Regions from separate parts of the Mus musculus genome. Here region 2 is linked to region 1. A link is a contact called in public Micro-C data. All regions are on one chromosome and are shown on one strand. Each heading gives the region's core, a stretch centred on a gene start, on an enhancer-like site or on the middle of the called end of the contact. The rest is flanking DNA. Distances are from core to core; before and after follow the strand shown. Region 1 holds the start of Pkd1l2 (polycystic kidney disease 1 like 2). Region 2 overlaps Cmip (c-Maf inducing protein).

Region 1 (3,204 bases), core at 363-2,862:
TGGAGAGACAATTCAGGGAGTGAAGGCTCCCACAGCGGAAGGGAGAGAACTGACTTATCCAAGCTGTTCTCTGCTCAGGCCTGAGGAGTGAAGTTTGAAACCCATGGAGAGGGGGGACTGACCTCTCCACACACACAGACACACACACACAGACACACATCGAGACATGCATAGACACAGACACACAGACATACACAGAGCCACACACACACACACACACACACATAGACACAGACATACAGAGACACACACATAGACACAGACATATAGAGACACACACATAGACACAGATACACACGCACACAGACACACACATAGACACAGACACACACATATACACACACAAACACAGATATATACAGACACAGACATACACAGAGACACAGACACACACACACACACACACACATAGACACAGACACACACACAGACACATACAGACACACACACACAGACATACACACAGACACATACAGACACAGACACACACAGAGACACAGACATACACACAGACACATACATACAGACACACACACACAGACAAACATACACACAGACACACACAGAGATACAGACACACAGACACACAACACAGACACACAGGGACATACACACACACACACACTCACACACACACAGGTAGAGGTGTAATGACATCTTTTTACGGCAGGAAGCTGAGGCAGCAGAGAGCCTGCAGAACGCTTGTCCCTTCCTCCCACCTTGCCTTAGGATTGTTTGTTATGTCTTACTAGAATCTTGCTGTGCTGGGATTATATCCGCACACTACCACATCTGGACTATTACCGGGTTCTGGGGACCAAACTCAGGCTTGTGTGGCTTGTGTTTTACCCTGAGTCATCTCCCCAGTCTCAAGAAGTAGTTTTGAGTTAAGCCCTGAAGGAGGAGAAGTGGGCCGGAAGGACTGACATCTTGTCCGGGGCCAGACTAGACAGAGTCTTGTGTACAAAGATAAGAGCTTTTCGTTTTACCACAGATCCTGGCCACACTCCAGACGGCCTGGGTGATGGCTGAGGATGGATAGTTTATAAAAGTTATTTGATGACATGAAATAAATCTTGTAGGGATGTTTTATCCTCCGGTCAGCATAAATGATGACATGATGTGTCGGAAGGGGACCTGCCTGTCCCACGAGACGGGAAGACGGTTATCACCTGGGGGCAGATGTCCTTCCACACAATAGGACTGCATAAGGGTACCACTCTGAATGTGTGCCATCCTATAACTAACCTTCTATGCGAGTTGTATCACATACCTCCCGCATGAAGAAACACTGGGCGTTCAGGTAATGGCTCCCCCCAAAAAGAAAAAAAGAACAGTAAAGAATCTGTCAGACAGGCATCATAGCAACCTTATCTTCCTCTACAAGAAATCTGAACATGAATTGCTTTTCAGACAGGCTTTGAACAATTGCCGGGTGAAACCAAAACACAGACACATTCACCCCGTGTATTTTGTCCCATAAACAAGAGTTATTATTTGGTGCAAAATTGGAAAGGAAGATGGATGGTGGGTGGTTGTGGGAATGGCAACATATAAAGGAGTGGGGGCCGATCTCCACCCTGCAGCCCCGGCAGTGGTCCTAGGATGACCATGGCAGGCTTGGTGTTCCTGGGGCTCGCACTGAGCAGTGGAGCCACTGTGGCTAAGTCAGAAGGGGGCAGCCTCTGCTCAAGGAGCCAGGTGTTCTTCAGAGATGCTTGCTATGAGTTTGTGCCGCTGGAACACACCTTCCCCGGCGCCCAGGGCTGGTGTGAAGGGCACGGAGGCCATCTGGCCTTCATTCCCGATGAAGACACCCAGCAGTTCCTGCAAAGGCACATTACCCAGGACAGAGAATGGTGGATCGGACTCACGGGAGGCTCGGGGCACAATGGCACTGTGGGAGGTAGGTGCTGCTTAGCTGGGTCTGATAAAAATTCTTATCACTACTTCTTACTCAGAACCCCAGGGGGCAAATTAACATGTTCTAATTTTCATGGCAAAGAGACCATTAGTTGTTTGGTGCACTGGCTAAAATAATTCATGTATAGTAACAAGCAGAGGGGGTGGTCTAAAAACACACTTATATTTCTCTAGTTCTGGAGTTCATGTTCTCTGTGGTGCAGTGCCTCTGTACGTACATTCTGAGGGCAAACCTTCCCCGGGAGGTTGCCGAGTCTCACACCTGAACACTTCCAACCACCTTCTCAGGCTCTAGAAACTTCTGGAGCAATGCAAGTCACTTCAGAATGAACTCCACGCATGCCTAGACATGGCTTGAGCAGATGCCCTGCGTCATCTACCCATGGGCATCATGGAATGCTCTGGGCTCTACTTTCTGTCACTCCTGGCTAGGTAGCACCACCTTTTATGGGTGCTCCAAGACGGTGTCCAGTTTATGTCTGAGCATATGAAACTAATGGTGAGGACACACCCATTCTCTGGTGTGGGGAAAGAGAGCCATCGATTGAGCACCTATGGCGTAGGAGGAGCTGAGTTCAGTCAAACACTCTGTGTAAGGCAGGGTAAGAGAGGACCCCTGCCAAGCCCTGCTGCCCTTGCTTCCATTCAGGCTCTGGGACCTGGCTGGACACCTCAAATGTCAACTACAGCAACTGGCAGGAAGGACAGGCCACACCTGCCCCAGGGAGCTGCGGCTACATCGGGAGTGGTCCTTCATCTCAGTGGGCTGCCCTAGAGGATTGCACACAGACCTTTGCCTTCGTCTGCGAGTTTGGTGAGCTGGTCCTGTGGGGGCTTCCTCCCTGCCCCCTCTATCTCCCCCTGCCTATCTTCTTTCCTTCCTTCCTGTTCCCCTTCCTGCCTGTCTGCCTCTTCCCACTCAGTCTTCATCTCTCTAACCATCTCTCTTTATGGATCCCCTCCATCTCTACAGGTTTCCTGTGCTCTTTCTTTCTCCCCTAACTGTATCTCCCTGTCTCTTGGTGGGTCTCATCCTTCCCTTCTCTTCTCCTCTCTTCTCTCTGGGACCCTCATCTTCCTGTCCAGGTGCCTTGCCTGCAGACTTCTTCTTCTTCTTGCATGTTTGGGACTTTCTCCCTTTCCATCTCCCAAGCCTCTGCCTGTGTGAAGCTCTCTATCTCTCTGTATCTCTCTCTTCCTCTCCAGCTGGCCCCGCTCCATCCTTATGTCTCACAGTCCTAGCCCAGCACTCTCCCAGCTCAGTGTGTGTTCCTAAGTTGT
Region 2 (3,204 bases), core at 318-2,817, 250 kb before region 1:
GTTCAAGGCCAGCCTGAACAGTGAAGCTGTCTCAGAGAAAGACTGAGAGAGCGATCAATTCTATAGTATGTGTATTTTTACCACCATTTTATAAAAGCAATAAACATAAAGTCTAAAGGAACATTCAACTCTCAGACCCCAGTGCTTGTATCCTGGAACTCACTCTGTAGACCAGGCTGGCCTCAAACTCAGAGCCTCTGCCTCCCAAGTGCTGGGATTACAGGCATGCGCCACCACTGCCCAGCCAAGTATTTCTTTTTAAAATAGAAATAGCATTCCATAAGGAATAAGAAACACCAAGAAGTAACCCAGGGACTGGCTAGGTTGGCCAGGACACACAGCCAACAGGGAGAGGCACAACAGGTAACAGGGAGAGCCACTCCATCTAGCTGTGTGACCTCAGGCAAGTGACTTGACCCCTCTATTCCTTCATGTTTCATATGAAAGAATTCAACTAAAAAATACTGTGAATGCGGAATAAGCAAAATAGCACAGTGTCAAAGCAAGGCCAGTGAGTCCTGGGCAATAACAGTCCCCGGGAGTCCTGGAAGAACTGTAGAGGACAGAGAGTAGCGATGGCCCAAAGCTGCAGAGAAACAGAAAATAGGAGTGACTCAAGTTAACTGGGGGGGTGCCTCGCTCCTTACAGCAAAACAGCTCTAGATTAACATCGGCCAAATCCCCCTTTTTAAGAACAAGTAATGCTTGCTTGACCTTAAAACTTGGAGGAGTTGGAGCTAGAGAGATTGGCTCTTGCAAAAGGTTCCGGGTTAAGGACCCAGCACCTACACAGCAGCTCACAACCATCTTCAACTCCAGTTCCCAGAAGTCTGATGCCCTCTTCTGGTCTCTGCAAGCACCGAATGTACATGGTACGTGGACGTACACTCAGGCGGCACACATATATACTCAAACCATTTCTAATTAGAACAATTTTCTAAGCCACTAATTAACTAATTAAGACACACAAGCCTCTGACAACTGGGAAAAAATGTAAAACTTCTCTACATATAAATATTTTTAAACAAAAATCAAGAAGCTTAGAAAGAGAGAGAGAGAGAGACAGACAGACAGACATTGCTTGATAGGAAGAAGAGCTGAAAGGGATCAGCAGGGCAGGTGGCTCAGTTAATAAAATGTCTACCAACAAAGCATGAGGACACAGGTTCAAATCCCCAGCAACCACAAAAAAGCTGGGCAGGGCAGTACATGACTGCATCCTGGTGACAGAAGTAGTAAATAAGAGTCTTGGGGCTTGCTGAGCAGCCGGCCAAACTGGTGAGCTCTAGGTTCAATGAGAGACCCTGTCTAAAAATGGAATAAAAGTAGAGATGTACGCACACACCAACGGGTTCTCTACTTAAAAAGACAGCCTAGCCAAGTGCTTTTCAACAAAGACACCCATACAATTCAAAAAACAACAACAAAGAATTGCAGAGATTCTGCACTTCTGGTGAGAACACCAAGGACCGTCCCACACTCGTCAGAATGACCAAGCAGGCACAGCCTTATTCTCACAGCCAGCCTGGCAAGGGTACATTCCTGAAAGGCCTGGCCAGGAGACACAGCCTGGCCACAGACTGCCTGGGACGTGCCCAGGTGCAGGAAGCCAGACTCAGACATGTGGCCGCAGACTAGAGAAACGCCCCTTCTTATCCACAAAGGGGACAGTGGAGGCTAGCAGCCACGGGGTACCTCTCCTACTTTGTCGGGAGTTGGGGTGGGGGAGCAGGAGGCAAGATGAAAAGATGCCACCCCAGCCCACCCCGTGTCCCAGTCTCCCAGTGACAGACAGAGACGGGGATGGGAAGACCTCTGCCCTCCGCCTCCTTCAGGCTAGCGCCCTCCTCGCTGTCTTGCACAGACATGCCCCACTCTGTGTGCTCTGGAGCCTCCACACAGAAACTGTAGGGTGACATCAGTAAGAACAGTCAGGCACTCGGTGGCCGCCTGTACTCAGCAGGCAGACTTCAACAAGCCCAGCCCGCAGAGCTCTGGGGATTCAGTTGTTCACAGTGCAGCTATTCAATGAGCACCTAATGTGTGTCATCTGGGGTGGGGGGTGGGGAGGACACGGATGACAAGCAAAAAAACCCCAGCTTTCCTAGTGGGAGGAGACAGGGACAAAATAAAAACACCAGGCCTGTTCACTTCCGATAAGTGCTAAGGCAGGAAACAAGAAATAAATGGAAGAGGCGGGGAGGGCCAACCTCTCAGATGGTTGGGACATAAAGGTCTAAGAAGAGAGCAAAGGAGGCTCAGAAGAGACAGAGAGGCCTTACGGCCGGGGAAGGGGGGCGATGAGGGGAGGGCAGTGTGTTTGGAATCATTACTGCAAGCAAGAGAGGTGAGTTCTGCTTGTCACTGGTAGGCGACACATGGTGCCAAGGTCTCACAGTTAATCATTGAAAGACTGGCTAGGCAGGGTGAGAAAGGGTACGGGCAGACATACCCTATACTCATCCGCAGTGCCCCTGTGGGATGCCTTCATCCTGTCTGGAGGATGGTTGCCAGCCCCTGTCCCCAAGACACCTGGCTGGAAGCCCCCCACTGGCACATGGCTCAGCAGTGGGCTTTCTCCGCTGGTTTCCCCTCCCTAGCTCCACAGAGCCTCTCTGTACCTTGCGGGACAGAGTGGAGGGCAGCTGGCCCCAGTCCCTGGGGAGGCTCACAGCTATTAGCAGGACTTAAAGAGACCTAAAGGGTTACAAACAAGCTAGCCATCTACTGGTTCAATTTATTGGCCTGGCAGAAGAGGTCATTCAGGAAATATTTTCAAATCAGTGATGACCAGTATTCTAGGAGACAGCTGTGTGTGTGTGTGTGTGTGTGTGTGTGTGTGTGTGTGTGTGTAAAAGCCTTATGTTGACATAAGCACACACGTGAGCATGGCTTTCTACCCAAGTCCAAAGGTGAACTGTTTTACTGGCGTCTAATAATTAGGAAGTTTTTACAGTCAGCGTAAATGTAGATAAGCCGGTGAGGGCAGAACTCTGGGCCTCCACTTTGAAGCCCGGCTCAAACAGGTGTAAACTGTGACCTTGGGCGTAGCTAAGCCTCCCCTGCCTCCATTTCCTTGGTTTTGGATGACTGTGAACACCCCAGAGAACGGACAGGAAGCACAGGGCTTCGAGCACACAGAGCCACCCCCCCCAGTGCTAAGGCTTCACTGGGGAGGGTGGGCCAGACCCGTGTAAGCAAAAT

What was found. Hi-C and Micro-C count contacts between places; a contact is called where the count stands out from the background.
Region 2: a contact with region 1 is called in a Micro-C map of the G1E-ER4 cell line, with 2.0 times the contacts expected there. The contact joins the enhancer-like site here to the promoter of Pkd1l2 in region 1. A contact is called at or near these places in 4 of 39 promoter capture datasets (the 3T3-L1 cell line, the HPC-7 cell line and hippocampal neurons), 2 of 484 Hi-C or Micro-C datasets (both in the G1E-ER4 cell line) and 3 of 115 datasets of contacts at active chromatin or transcription factors (bone marrow-derived macrophages, effector CD8 T cells and pancreatic cancer cells).

Annotation. Positions count from the first base shown.
Region 1 is chr8:117,080,857-117,084,060 of GRCm38.p6, reverse strand. Pkd1l2 (polycystic kidney disease 1 like 2) reads left to right here and starts at 1,612. Exons shown (of 43, transcript NM_029686.4): 1 at 1,612-1,906; 2 at 2,573-2,737. The coding sequence starts at 1,612.
Region 2 is chr8:117,334,009-117,337,212 of GRCm38.p6, reverse strand. All of the region lies in intron 1 of Cmip (c-Maf inducing protein), which reads right to left. Among named protein-coding and RNA genes, the nearest start is that of Gm51554, 20 kb to the right of the region's middle. Within about 2 kb of position 1,567, at least 119 of the 459 cell types and tissues checked have an H3K27ac peak or open chromatin away from gene starts, as enhancers often do. A contact at or near this core is called in the G1E-ER4 cell line and pancreatic cancer cells, where this site is marked.